Regions from separate parts of the Cricetulus griseus genome. Here region 2 is linked to region 1. A link is a contact called in public Micro-C data. All regions are on one chromosome and are shown on one strand. Each heading gives the region's core, a stretch centred on a gene start, on an enhancer-like site or on the middle of the called end of the contact. The rest is flanking DNA. Distances are from core to core; before and after follow the strand shown.

Region 1 (7,558 bases), core at 2,990-5,489:
GTTTCAATAGATTGTACTTACATATTTACTTTGCTCAAAATAATTTTTAATTCATTGTTAGCTTGGTTTGGGGGGCTATGTGTTATAAAGAAATATGCATATCATAACTGATATGCTCTTAAAATGTACAAAATCTTAAAATTTTCAAGCAAAAATAAAAGGGCTTTGAGCTTGAGGTTTTGATTATCCTAGTGAGAGTACAGTCATAAATGTTTGTGCTTACACACACACACACACACACACACACACACACACACACATCTAAATTCCTGTGTTAAAGTCTAATCCTAGGAGAAGTTGGAAGGTATTATTAGACCTCTTGGCTGGAATTAAAGCTGTAGTCAAGAGAAGCCCATTTCAATATGGGCCCCTTCCACCGTGCAATATGGGCTCACAACTGTGTGAGCACACCCTGAGAAGTTCCTGTCTGTGTGCCAGCAAGCCAGCCCTCCAAACCAGACACTGAATCTGTCAGTTCCTCCATCGTGGACTTCGCAGACTCCAGAACTAAGGGAAAGAATTTCAGTTGTTTAGAAGCTTTTCCACTGTGTTTTTTCGTTATAGCAGCCCAAATGGCCCCAAACTGCCTTTCTTGTTTGAATTTAAAGCATGGCATTGGAGGCTAATGGAAAGAACATTGTTGGAGAACAGGGCAGATTTATGCTTTGAGAAGTGTTGCTCTGTCCTTCCTGGAGGATTCTTTTTTTCTTTTTTCACCTATGAAGACTCACCTGTAATTGATTCTTTTTAGGAGCTACCCAGTTGACCACGCCTTTCCTATTTTAACTCAGTCCTGATATAAATATTCTCTTATAGGAGGAACTGTCCCGGTCTTAGGAGGGTGACTGTCCAGTCTGTATTGTTTGTTTGTTTGTTTGGTTTGGTTTTTTTTTTTTTTTTTTCAAGGGCGGTCACTTCTCTTTGCCTTCTGTATTAAACCATACACTTGATAACTTAACACTTTTGCACATAGAGAAATTGGTGCCTTTCACTGTTCAAAAACTTGTCCCAAATCACCATTTGGTTGATTCCCTGGTCTCATCGAGGTCCATTTGACTGTGTCTTAATTAAAGTTGGTTACTTAAGCCATCCTGGCCAGGACGTTTTCCCCTTTGGGCTCCAGTTCCCCCATAGGAGTGTAACACTCATTCCAGAGCCCAGGAAGTGTCCGGTGGGACATTAGTTGTCCCCACCTTTTCCTCACCAACCTGTGCAGTTAGTTTCAAGGCTCCGTTCACCACTCAACATTACATAGACTCCTGTAGCCAACTCTGGCTCGAATATAAGTGGGGATATGGCTCTAGGGATTCTGTAATTGCCTTTCTTGTGTGCCTGTGAACTCTAAAGTTCTGCTGGGGTGGCCCTTTCTGCAGAGGAGCCGCTGTCGGGGTGGGCTTGCGGGAAGGGTATATCCCACACCAAGGATTTTATACTCATCTGTATTTGCGAGTTCTCAGGGATCCAACAAGGCCAGTCGCTCAGACAGGTTTTGCACTGGAACCTGGAGGCCAGGAGTAAGACAGGGGAAAGTGCGTCCTGTCCTAAGCTTCCACGCGATCTAAATCCCACCATCACACCTCCATTTAGGCAGGAAGGGCAACATAAGGTAGGAGTGGGTTGTAAACCAGCTGAGCTGACACAGTCTGGAGGACCGCCTCCCTCCTGCCCCTGACAAGCTGGAGGGAAGTTCCGGGACTTCGGGAACATTTTGCACTATGCAGTTGGTACCCGTGGTTGGCGCGCCCCCTAACGGCGGCACCTGGTGATCCTCTGCGAAACGCGAGCGTCCTGGACTGGTCTTTGCTTCACTCTGCAGGAGGCAGCTGCCCGCAACAGAGCAGAAAGCTATCCACAGAGGTCGTCCCTACCGCAATCCCTCTGCGGTCCACACTGCAGAACAGCCTAGCCAATTCGACTGAGTTCTACATGTGTCCTCTTCTTTCCAAGCATCTATCTGTTCTTGTTCCCAGCACTGAGCTCCTCTTTCTTTTTCTTTTTTTCCCACTCTTGAATTCTGCCTTGTGGAGTGTAACTGATTCCTTTTCTCTGTATCTGTTACAGGAAGAAATCACATGTTTTTTCCAATACAAGCTAAAGATCAGGAGAGCCAAAGGTGCAGTTCCCATCCCAAACGACAGGAGGCTCACTCAGAAGAACCAATGTTTCCAATGAAGTCCAAAGGCAAGAAAAGCTCGTGAATGCCCCATCTTGAAGGTTACCATCAGTAGGGTTTTCGTCTTACCTCAGCCCCTTTCAAAGTTCTATTTACGACTTCACTAATTCGATTGGGGTCCACCCGAATTAGGGAGGGAGATTTGATTTATTTGATCTATCAATTTAAATGTTAATCTCATCCAGGCACCACCACAGAAACCCCTAGAATAATGTGAGACCAAATGTCTGCATCCCCCACCCCTGCCACCCCGTCAAGTTGGCATATAATGAACCCTCACAACACCCTGGATTTAAGCAGTGGCAAGTAGTTGGGGGAGCTTGGAAGGGAAGTCCAGCCCAAGACAAAAGACTGAACACTTGGGAGTATGTCTGAGATGCCATGAACATCATTAATGCTATTATTTGGTTATATAAGGTGTTTGAACGCCTTGTCACAAGTTTCTACTCTGAACCAATCCTCCTTCCTGAGGCCTATCCCTGAACAGAGAGCATCTTGCCATCTCTTTAAGCCTGATACTCATCCCTTGCCTAGATTCACCACTCTCTTGCCCCTGCCATGCAGAGGTCTGTTTTCCAGTGGCCCTAATTGACAGGAACATTTCTTTGGCTGAAATGTTCCCACCATTTCTTTTCCTGAAATACTGGACATAAGCCATCATTACAAAGGTTAGAGATTGGCAGAGGGAAGTCTCCAAATGCACCACCAAACAGAAGCAAGGCATTTCTATGGCAAAGGAGAAGTCACACCATCTTCTGCCCATCCCCTGGACTTGCATAACCACTCTAAAAAAAGCTTGACCAATCACCCTGTTTTTACATGCTCTTCACCATGTATATCACAGCAAAGCCCAGCTGATAACAACACTGTGTGACAGTAATTAGATGAATAATTATGTGTACATGGAAAGGTTTGGTGGCTGGGTCTTGGTGAATAGGAGCTATAAATACACACATTAAGAAAGATTCCATTAGAAAATGAGCGTTAAGCAGTTGAAAAGCTCTCATTAGGCATTTCTAGAGATTTTTACAGCTAGAATGTTATTGACTCTTTTCACCATTCACTGAAGGCTTTCAGTGGGAAACTAAAGCATCTAAAATCATAACGTAAGTCCGTGGGGGAAGGTTCTAACTTTATCAATGTCCCATCTTTATGCAGCTTCTTCTGAACTCAGCTCTGACACAGATCAAAATCTACTTTGTTTACATATAATGCCTTAAATGGATGCTATTCAAACAGAGGTTTTGTAAATTCAATGTAATATAAACACAGGCTGAATATAGTTACTTCTACCAACATGGTATGGGTTGAATCTCCAGGAAGAGAAGCGGAAATGGATACAAGGAGTGATATTTTGCTTCACCTAACAAAATATTCCTCAGACAAAACTTCTCCCAGTAACACCTTTGCATATGGTTTCATCAGAGAGCCAGCCAATTTTTCCATTTACCAAGTAAGTAGTCCACACAAATGGAAGAGCTAAACCTTCCTCATTATACATGCCAGGGACAGCCATCAGTCTCACTACACAGCTTCAAGTCCAAGAGTCAGCCGAGAGCAAGGTTCCTGAGCATCAAGGGTAGATTTTAGACCTGCAAGCCTTTTAAAGGAGATTTGTGTTGTGTGTTTTAGTCTCTAATAACATACAGCAAATGTCACAGAGGCCACGTGTCATCATTAAAACCACAGAAAAGTGTGTATATTAGTGTGCTGCACCCTCACACATCCATCATCAAAGTTGAAATGCAATACCTTGACCCATGCACACAATTGTGCTCCAGTGACTCCAGGATCCTGTATCCACCCCCTGTTCCTCAGGGTTGTCCATCATCTCAAATCTATTACTTATCATTTCCATGTGTTTGTGTTTGTGTATACGTTCACCGTGAATGCATGTATCCCTCAAGTATCGTCTTGTGCATGTTTGTTTTAAGGGAGTGAACACATATCAAAGTCTCTGCAACTTGGCTTTTGGCTTGTGTTTGCAAGATTCCTCTGTGAGGACGTGTGAGGCTATAACCTACTCATCTTTATTACTGCTTGACACATGTCGTGTGAATATATCATGATTCACTTCCATTACCTTCCAGTGGGTGGGGACTGCGTGAGTTAGAATGCTTTACCCTTGACAGTGTTCCTGGGATATCGTCGTATGTTATGTGTATATGAATAATTTTGAATTAAGCCACAGTGTGTTGTGATTGTTTCCTTGTTATCAGGTTCACACTCTACCTTCATAAAGAAGGTTGGGCTTCATGACCATTTACCTTCATTTGACAGGTGATGATAATGAAAACATTATTTTTAGGCAACAGTTTTCAGTTAATCAAGCTGTTTTCCCCACTCTCGTAGGTTACTCTGGATTTCCCTTTCCAGCAGGTGACTTGATTTATTTTCCTTCTCCCTGTTTTCCTAAGAAGTCCATGTTAAAATTATGAGGTTTTTTGGTAAGGACCACTTTTTTCACATGTTTTAATAAATAAAACCAGCATCGGCTCTAAACTCATCAGGTTTTTAATTATGTTTTCCTTGATAGCCCACAGGTTCCTCCTAATTTTAATTTATTGTGATAAAAATGTGATCTGCAAAGTAATTATTTGGAATATGTTGAATTTTTTTTCTGTATCTCAGTATGTGGTCTGTTATAGAGCATGTTTGTTTGGCAGCTCTTATAAAGAAGACATTTAATTGGGAGGCTTACAGTTCAGAGATTCAGTCCATTGTCATCATGGTGGGAAATGGCAGCCTGCAGGCAGATACAGTGCTGGAGAAAGAACTGGGAATTCTACATCTTGATCCAGAGGCAACAGGAAGTCAATTGAGACACTGGGTAGTATCTTCAGCATAGGAAACCTCAAAGCCCACCCCTATAGTGACACAATTCCTCCAACAGGGACACACATACTCCAATAAAGCTACACCTCCCAGTAGTGCCACTCACTATGAGTTTATGGGGGCCAATTACATTCAAACCACGACAGAGACTATGAATTTAAAAAAGAGCAATGGGGAGGGAAGAGTGTGCTCTATGGAAGGTTTTGGAGGGAGCAAAGGGGGAAATGGTATAATTACACTATAATCTCAAGAGATTTTTAAAGAGATTAATTGATCCTCAAAAACAGATACATTATTCAACAAGCAAAAAAAGGAGCCCCATCCACTAAAACAACAAACTTCAAGAAAGGCAAGAGACCTTGCTGTGGTGCTGCACACCTAATCCCAGCACTTGGGATGCTGAGGCAATAGAATCTTGAGTTTAAGGCCAGCTTGGACTATAGGACAAGACCTGCCAGAGAGAAAGGGGGAGGGAGAGTGTGCACATGCCCTACCCAGTCCCACTCACTTCACCTCTCACCCTTAACTTCTGTCCTCCAGGCTGACACTCTCTGCAAGACAGACCCATAGAGTTGCACTGCCCTCGTGTTGCCAGTTCAGCCAGCAAGTAAAGGCCTTGGTACCTCATTTCTGATGGACAGCAGAATGTGATAATTAAGGCTCAGTCGTTTCTGACACTCTCTGGAGCATCCTCTGTCAGCTCATTATTCTGACTACCCAGTGTTCCAGTACTGTAATCCATCTTATTGCAGTTCTCAAAGGCAAGTGTGTTAGTCAGTGCTACGCTGACCTTTGCCCTCTATCGTGCCCTCTCTGTCAATATTCCATCCTTCATGGCTTTTATGTGCTCTGGACAACAGACTCTCATTATCTCGGGTTTTCATTAAAGTTTAGTTCATGTCTCTTGACTCTCTTGTTGTAAGAGAGGTTCAGATGGTCCTCAATGCTTCCGGCCTTGCACAATATGAGACTGGAACACTCTAAATCGTGGTCTTCTTCTAGATTTTGCCCACACTTTCATTTCCCCATCTTTTCCCTCATTTATTGTTGGTGGTTGGAATTTTTTAGATAAGTCTTTCTCTGTAGCTCAAGCTGACCTCAAACTCGATAACTTTTCTGCCTCAGCCTCCCAAGTGTCAGGATTAAAAGAATACATGCCTGTGACCAGCATGTCAGGCTCCCCCACCCCACCCCGTTTTCATGTCATACTTTGTAAAACCTCATCCCTTTGAGGTTAAGAAAGAATTATCTCTTGCTTCTAGGATATTTACAGGGTGACCATTTAGACTCCCAACTCTGAACCTAGAATGTATGTTGGTGGAAAATAAAGGGTACAGCTGCATTTGCACGAATCTCCCAGATCCCATTATTCTTTTGGTTTCATTTTCCCCAGTGATTCAAAAGTTCATCTCTAAAACATAAGAAAAATCAGGGCTGGAGAGGTTGCTCAACGGTTAAGAGAATGGACTGTTTGCAGAGGACCCAGGTTCAGTTCCCAGCACCCACACAGTTGTTAACAACCATCTGTAACTCCAGTTCCAAGGGCTCTGGTGCCCTTCTCTGGCCTCCACATGCATCAGGCATGCCCAAGGTGCATAGATACACATGCAGGCAAACACTCACATGCTTAAAATGAAATAATAATATTATAGAAAAATATAATATAGTAATAATAAAATCTATGTGCATCAGCCTGCTTCTTGACTCCCCTTTCAAATACCTTTCATTGATCTGTCTAATCTGCTTTAAAATCCTTATAATTTCATGATATTTTTTAGTATTTTGTAGAATTACCCTTTGTCAAGTCAGGAGGTGGTGGCTGTAAGGATTCAGGCGGCATGCTGGCCTGCCCCTGTCACCTGGCAGGATGCAGACAGGCAGAACCCTGGTCAGCCCAGGGTTCCATGGTTGTGTAGTCTACACACCGGTACAAAGGACCCCTTTAAAAGAAAGGCCCCTGCCCAATTACCGTCTCTTTCCCGCTGTTCCCCTCGGCCCACAGGACTTTTCCTCTCTCCCTCCCCTCTTCTGTCCTCTCTCTGTCTCAGTGTCTAGGTGTCTATTTACCTTTCCCCTCCCCTTTCCCTTTCTAGTAAAACTTCTCACTAAGTTCTGTCTGCCAGGCATGTTTGTCCCCCGCCTCGGTCACCCTAGCCTGCCTTGGGATCCACCAAGGTTCCCCCTTTCCCTCTATCACAACAGTGGTTCATGCCTTTAATCCCAGCACTCGGGAGGCAGAAGCAGGCAGATCTCTGAGTTCAAGGCCAGCCTGGTCTACAAAGCGAGTTCCAGGACAGGTTCTGAAGCTACACAGAGAAACCCTGTCTGAAAAAATATATATATATATCTCACTATTCCTTTTAGCAGAAGTTTCCTAGCTATTCTTTTTTAATTGACCGATAATAATTGAGTATATTTGTGGGGTGCAATGTGATTTTTGTTTTCGTTTTTAAAACAGTCTGTCTATGTTGCCTGGGCTGGCCTTGAACTCATGATCTTCCTGCTCCAGCCTCCAAAAGCTAGCATTGTAGGCATGAGCTACCATGTATA
Region 2 (7,558 bases), core at 1,614-4,113, 270 kb before region 1:
GTGGCAAGAGGAGTAGAAACTGCCCACTGATCTTTACCCTAGGAGCAGCAAAACAAGAATCTGTACCTCTTCCTCCCCAAGGCGAGTGGCCATACCTAAAATCTTCGGCCCAGACCTCAGGACCAGCTGACTAAGCAGTTTCTCAGACTGGATGAGAACGGTGAATTCTGTAGTCTTTTCCCGTCCACGAAGAGCTCTGGACACCTATGTCCAGCAGGGGGCGCCATAACCCCACCACCTACGAAGCGCTCCGACCCCAGGTCCAGTTGCTGCTGCTCTAGAGTGAGACGGGGCAGCCGCTTGGTTAGAGTCCTGGATCCAAAGGCAGCATCCCAAAATGCACCCCATCCCTGGCCCCAGCACATCCCCCAACCTGGGGCTCGGTCTCTAAATGTCAGTCTCCCGGAGATTGCTGTAGTCGGCTGGCTCATAGGCAGGGCAGATGACAGCCTCTGCCACTTCTTGGGGAACGCTTAGAGACACCGCCTCCACCTCCGAGCGCAGGGCGCAGGCAGCCTCCGCGCGCCGTGCGCCCCCAGAGCGGATCTTGTGGGACAGGCTGGACACCTTCGCTCGCAGCTGGGTTGTGGGTCTCTGCAGCGGCCCGAGCAGCTTCCACTCCCGGAGGGCGGAGGCGGGCTTTCGACGGCCGGAGACCGTTGCCTGTGCCTCGGACGTGCCTGCAGAGCCTGGGCCCGGGTGTGCAGTGAGGGCAAGGGGGGCTCCCGGGGGCGCGACGAGCGGGCTGGGGGCACAGTCGGGGCGCTGATCGCCGGTCGAGGCTCGCCAGTGGTGGCCATAGACGCGCCACAGGCGTCGGCGGCGTCGGCGGCATTGGCAGCGGAGGAGGCGCAGGAAGGCGCGCTTGAACTCGCGGCTGGAGCAGGGGTAGATGAGCGGGTTCACACAGCTGTTGAAGTAGCCCAGCCAGAAGATGACCTTGAAGACGCCCTCTGATGGCTTCAGCTGCGGAAACAGAGAGCCTGCGGGGGACAGAGACCCGGGTAGTTAAGGGTGTGGATAGTAGGGAGATTGACAGCTGCCTACCTTAGAAAGCTTAGCCACTGGTAGGAGCTCTCAAGGGGTCTTTCTGTGAACACAGATGGCAGACAAAAAAAAAAAAAAAAAAAAAAAAAAAAAAAAAAAAAAAAAAAAAAAAAGAATCATCTTCCTGTCTTCTGAGTCAGACCTGATAACTATTTGGGCAAAGGCAACAAATCCTGACCAGAGTGAGAGACCAAACCATGAGCAGCTGCAGTTTCACCAGCCCCAGTCTTCGCTATGGACTGCGCTCCGTGTGGAGGTCTCTTTGTGCTCCCCTCTCTCCTCAGAGGGCACCCTCTAGAAGACACCAGCGTGTCTTGTTCTTTATGGTGTTGATGTGGAAGCACAATTCTGCTACCAGTTCCATGTAAAAATATTTTGACAACTTTTTTTTTAAACAAAATGAGTTCGTTTGCAATTTTTTGTACAGTGTTTTATGGCACTCTCTCTGGCAGTGTACGCTACAGCCTAAGCACAAAGAGAAAGACGCCCAGAATTAAGGGGTGACCAAAGTTTGCCCAGTGCTGGGTATTGTGCAGGAGTCATGAAACGTGGTGCTGGCTCTAGGTGGACAGTGTGACTACCACTGAAGCACAGGGTTGAGCGCAGGCTCAGGGACACCTCCCAACCATCCCAGACTCAGCCAGGACAGGACAGGCATGGAGCCAGTGGCTGTAGAATGAACTCACGACACCTCACCTAGGCTCCATGATGGAGCGCCTTGAATGAAAGCCCAGCTTTCACTTTGGGGGTAGTTAGGAGCCATGGGTATTTTGAAGCTGGTCGAAGATACAGCTCAGAATTAAGCTTCAAGATCGCACTACCCATGACTGTAAAACTGCAGGCCTGTCACAGGGCAAGGGGTGAGGAAATGCTTCTGGCATGGCTTTGGATGAGGGCTAGAACACCAGGCAGGTAGGGATGGGTGCTAAGACCCTGCTTCCCACAAACCTCTTCCCTAGGATCCTAGCATGGACCCTAAGGAAGCCACTCTGAGGGAAAGGGGACTGAGTACAAAGGTACAGTCCAGAGGCCACTTTCTCACCTGCCTGGTCCTCAGAAGAAGCTGGGGCCAGATGCTTCCTTCTAGACACAGAAGGACAATGTGCCCCTCTCCCCAGGGGTAGAGGCATTATGCTCTACTCATCAACCACCTGCCATATCACCTAACTAGCCATGTGGGGAAACAGTTTCTGATGCTGAGAGAAGATGGAAGGAGGGAGGGCAGCACCCACCACACAGCCCAGCTTTTTGCATCTTGCTCATGGGGTCCTCGGCAGGCTACACAGCAGGCCACTGAGAGTCTCACTTCTTTTTCTGTGAATGGAGACGGTAATGCTCCTCTGCATGGGATTTCATGCAGATGCATAGATTTCAGTGCTTAGCAGAATTTTAACCCAAACATGTTGGGCTGGGAGTATATATCAGTGCTAGAGAACTCATGCAACACTTGAGAGACCCTGGGTTCAATCCCCAGGACAGCAAGCAAGTCAACCAACCAACCCACCCACTCACCTGCCCCTGGTATCTACTTATCCCCCTTAACCACCTTTTTCAGTGGCTTTTCAGAGAGGACACCACAGGCCAGGGAAAGGAACCTGCCATCTATATCTAGAGACTGGTCAGAAACAGTAACTAAATGCAGTGGGTTTGTGGGCACTGGGGCTTAGTAAGGCTGATTTCCCCTGAGAGAAGAGTTAGGCAGCCCCTGGAAAATGCCAGAAGGACCTTACCCTGCAGGAAGATAGCCCTCAAGAACAGCACCCCTCAACGACTGCAATGTCAGGCCAAATGCTGGAAATAACACTCTGACTCAGACTACAGTCTTTTCCATTTCACTGTGGATGACACATCAGTGGGCTATGCTTCCCAGCGGTTGTTGCCAGCCTGAGCTTTATTCAGATTTGTGGACAACATGACATGTTTTAGTACTGCCCCAGTCTCACTGCAAACACTGATACTTTAATTTATGCACAACTGACTTGTCCAGAGTCTTCCTGGAACAGGGAATTCCTCACACACGAAGGGGCTGGGATTCAAAGGCTGCCTTCCAGTCCCAGCAGTTGCCCTCTGCCTCCCTTGAGGTCTGACTTTGAGTTCCCTCAGAAACAAGCTCTGGGACAGGGTTCAAGTGCAAGTCTTAAGCCCAGGAGGGAAACACCTTGCGTAGGTGCTGACACAAGGGGAAGGGATGCCAGTAAGTCAGTTGCTAATTCAGGAAACTGAGGCTTAACCCCAAAGGGGCTCTCTGCCCCCCCAACCCCCAGTGGGGAGGGATGTGGGTATCTACCTCTCATTCCCATCACTCTCCAGCTGCTTTCTTTAGCTTTTAATTTTTCCCACTTTCTGCCTACTTTATGGATGGACTACAAGGATGAGTAAGCCTGTGTAAGCAGGCAGGCACTCAGGAGTGGGCCTGTGCAAACTGAAAGTCCAAGGGAGATGGGTGGTCCCCCAGCCTCCACCACAACTGGTTCTCACTCTTTCTGACCACGGTGTGCAGAAATATTGCTTAGAAAATCCAGGCATCCTGCTGCAGGTTGCAAATTCCAGGGGCATCAGGTCTTGGGAGATATTTCCTGTTATGGTCCCAGATGAGGACCACAGCGGCAAGTGAGGACTATGCCACTTCTTCCTGGAATGGTGCGCCAGCACTCCTTCAGTTTTCCTCTTGTTGTAGTCCCCCTCCTCTCCGTACTGTCTCTGCAGCTCACACACCTTGCAAGGATCTCTGGGGTCTGAAGGGGTGTAGGCACACCCCTTCCCTGTTGCACAATATGTGTGGGATGGAATGCCCTGGAAATGGGTACTGGGCAGGGATGACACTACAGAGGTATCAGTGAACAAATCCTTCTCAGACATTGCCAACTCCCTGTAGTCTGCCTGAGACATCAGTTGGGCTCACCAGCTGCTTTGCCTTATCTCTCAGTGCATCAGCTGTCACAGGTGCCCTGGAAGCTTGATCTTCAATGTACATTGAGGTGGGGCAACATGCAACAGGTGGGACCTCAGGGAAGGTTGTGGTCGCTCCACTCTCCTGGATAAACTCTGCTGGGAGTGGCCCAGGTCTTGTGAAGCTAGAACGGTTCTCACGGCAGTGGGGTATAAAGCATCCATGCTGCGATGTTTCCATGTGCCCTTCCCAGATACTGATGCTGATGCTGTTTGGGTTTCCTAGTTACCAGAACTGTGATGCAAATAAACTCTTCTTTATAAGGTAGTTAACCTCAGTTGTTTTGTTATAGTAACACAGTACAGACTAAAACTACATGAGTCTCAAAAGGTATGTGGAAGTCTTGGAGCTAGGACTACTCTCTGCAACTAGGGCACCCTCCCCCTTGGCTCCAGTGGGCTTAATCTCCCATCCTGAACATTGTCCTCCAATTTCCTGCAGACACAAAGTGCAGCTGGGTAAACTGTAAAAGTTCTTTTTACCAAGGAAGCTGCCATGTGCTGCCCTCTACTTCCCTACTGTGTGCTGTAGCCTCTGCCTTTCCCTAAGTCCCCAGTGTTACAGCCCTGCTCTAGCATTTTCTGTCTTATGTATGTCTTTGTACAAGCTATGTGGCCACTCTACCCTCTGGCTGGGCTCAGCTTGTGATGGGATCCTCACTCTTGCTTTTGGGCTGATATGCATGGCTGTACCAGATGCTCTTCCTACACACTGGGCAGTGACAGCTTCCCATGGGGTACCTTCCACCCACTTCTGACCAGCAGAGTGATTTAGGAAGCCCCACCCCCTCCACCAATGCATCACACTCGCTTTGAAATGCAGTAGGTACTGATACCCGTGGACTCTTCTCTGTTTCACCCCACACTATACCGGTTATCAACTGTTGGTCTCTGAGTCCTGAAGCTTTGCCCTGCTTCCCTGTGACTGCTGTGGCCCAGCCTACCACCCTCGTCTAATGGCAAGGCCTGCCTGAGTGGGCGGTGTTTCCACACAGCAGCTGGGGGTCCTTAGCAAGCACAAGCCAGAGCTGTTCTATTCTTTACTTCCAGGGGCTGCACACTGATCACTGCAGCCCCACACCCTCCCTCTCTTTTTTCTTATCTGCACTGTGACCATTTGCCAGCGCCTTGATTGTTTCTAGTGTCTGCCTCCTTCTCTGCTTAGTGGGCACTCAGTTTGCCAGCATCACAGCCATTTCCTTCATCACCTTCCCATATCCACATTCCTCATCCAGCTAGAACCTAACCCACGAGCCACAGAATCACGTCCTGAGCATGCGTGGGCCTCTGATGGTGGTGGTGTAATAGGTCCCGCCGTTTCTCTCCCTGTCCTCAGCTCTGTACTGATGTCCTTCCCTCTCATCTCTGTCTCCCCAGCTGTGGGATTTCATGCTCATGCCCCTATGTCCAGCCCTTTATACAGGTGCTGGAGACCAAATTCGGTCCCTGTGCTTGCACGGTGAGCACTTTACCTGCTGAGAAGTCTCAGAAATGACCATGTTTGTCCCCTGCCTCAAGGTAATGGTGTGTGTGTGTGTGTGTGTGTGTGTGTGTGTGTGTGTCTGTGTCTGTGTCTCTGTGTGTGTGTGTCTGTGTGTGTGTGTGTGTGTGTCTGTGTGTGTCTGTGTGTGTGTGTCTGTGTGTGTCTGTGTGTGTGTGTGTGTGTGTGTGTGTCTGTGTGTGTGTGTGTGTGTGTGTCTGTGTGTGTGTGTCTGTGTGTGTGTGTCTGTGTGTGTCTGTGTGTGTGTGTCTGTGTGTGTCTGTGTGTGTGTGTGTGTGTCTGTGTCTGTGTGTGTGTGTGTGTGTGTGTGTCTGTGTGTGTCTGTGTGTGTGTGTGTGTCTGTGTGTGTGTGTGTGTGTGTGTGTGTTCTTATGCGCACAACCCCACATACCTTCCCATCCCCCACTCTGCTGCAGCCACTGTCTGCCTTGTTGCTTCTCACCCACCGTGGACCTCAGCTTTTCCCCAGAATCTTCTTCCATCACCTCTGCAGTAGGCTGCCCAGACCCTACGCCTGACTGGAGGTCTCCACTGAGCTTACTTCTCACTTAGCTCTACGTGCTCCAGTATTGACCACCTTCTCCAATACTGCCGGAAGCCGCTCCATCTCCTCTGTCCTCCATCCCTTCCACCCTGGGCAGGTGACTCCAGGACGGGACTTCTGTCTACTTTTCTTGCCTGGAGCCTCTTTCATCTCATTTTTCTTAGACGGCTGCAGCATCTCTGACACCCTCCAGCCTCCACCTGTCTCCACCCATCTGCACACAGCTGCAGGGAGACTTCATAAAAATGGTTTCTCTTCTTCACTCTGTCCATTTTCAGTGGCACCCCACAGCACTAAGAACATGCTGAAATTGACAGGAGTCATAGAATGACCGTTGCCTGCTTTCCTCCGATTTCACATTTGGCCCCAAGCAGGTCCTCTTACTTGGGCCTCTCTCTAGCTCCTCACCTCTCACCCCTGCTCAGTTTCTAACCATCTGGCTTGGTTGTCCCCCCTTGCCTTCCCAGGAGTCCCCGTGTGAGTTCCCCAGAAGGCCCATGTGTTGGAGGTGTGCTCCCCAGTCCACACAGCTAACGCGGGGTGGAGGAACATCTAGGAAGTGGGAATAGCTGGAGGATTTTAGGTCACGGGGAGCGTGGTCCATTTTCTGTTTCCCAGCTTCTCATCACTCCCATGACAAGCTACCTCACCACATGCCCCAAACAATGGGCCAACCAATCACAGGCTGCAGCCTTCCAAACAGTGACCCAAAAGAAAGCTTTCTCTTTTTCACTTAGCTATCTCAGGATTTGCCATGGAGACTGCAACACTGACTAATACTGATGTGGTGTAAGAGGTCTAGCTTAGTGTCCTTCAGTGTGGGCACTGCTGGTTAGAAAAGGGCCTCTCTGGTCACCAGGTAACCTTGCTGGCTGGCCCAGCTGGACACACACTGGGGAAAAGAAGGCAGGGGCTTTGTGCCGCCTGGTTTATCCTGGCCCAGTGTTATTCCCCAAGGAGCAGAAAGGCAGGCTGAGGAGGAGCTGCTGGGATTTGGGGTAAGTCAGGAGAGGGACATGAGCAAATAGGCCAAGCCCTGAGGCCGATGGGCAGGCTCTGTGATTAACAACCTCTTCTGGCATCCCCGGAAAGGAGTGTGTCCTTGGCAGGTTGTCAGAATTCACAGCCAGCCCTGAGTATAAGTTGTGGCTGGCCACGAAGTATCAGCCTGTGTCCCCCCTAGGAGTTAAAAATCTGCCATCGTCTGATACTCATGCCTCCTCCCACCAGCAGGGTCAGGAGAGAAGGAATGCCAACCCCAGATAACCCCTATCTCCCAGCTCTCTAGTTGGCCATTTGGTGGCTTATACTGGCACTCACAGTCCCTTCTCCCCAAGGGACCTGGGGCCTCTGTCCCTTGCAGAGTCAGAAAACCTCTCTGATAAAGTACTTGAACTGAGGACCTGTAAGGAGAACCTGTGTGTGGGGAGGGGATGGAGGGCTAGAAATTCATCTTGGGAAAGTGAATTCTGGGTAGAGACAAGACCATGAGCAAAGGCTCTGATGCAGCAAGAACC

Evidence for each region. A called contact is a pair of places that touch in the nucleus more often than the background predicts.
Region 2: a contact with region 1 is called in a Micro-C map of the CHO-K1 cell line, with 10 times the contacts expected there. The contact joins two enhancer-like sites. A contact is called at or near these places in 7 of 8 Hi-C or Micro-C datasets (the CHK-Q cell line, the CHL-YN cell line, the CHO-K1 cell line and 2 more).

What each region holds. Positions count from the first base shown.
Region 1 is chr6:46,773,367-46,780,924 of CriGri-PICRH-1.0, reverse strand. No RefSeq gene overlaps it. Among named protein-coding and RNA genes, the nearest start is that of Prnp, 98 kb to the right of the region's middle. Within about 2 kb of position 4,239, at least 2 of the 6 cell types and tissues checked have open chromatin away from gene starts, as enhancers often do. A contact at or near this core is called in the CHO-K1 cell line and fibroblasts, where this site is marked.
Region 2 is chr6:47,042,261-47,049,818 of CriGri-PICRH-1.0, reverse strand. Adra1d (alpha-1D adrenergic receptor) reads right to left here. Exons shown (of 2, transcript XM_027421732.2): 2 at 1-983. The coding sequence ends at 388. Among named protein-coding and RNA genes, the nearest start is that of Adra1d, 14 kb to the right of the region's middle. Within about 2 kb of position 2,863, at least 2 of the 6 cell types and tissues checked have open chromatin away from gene starts, as enhancers often do. A contact at or near this core is called in the CHO-K1 cell line and fibroblasts, where this site is marked.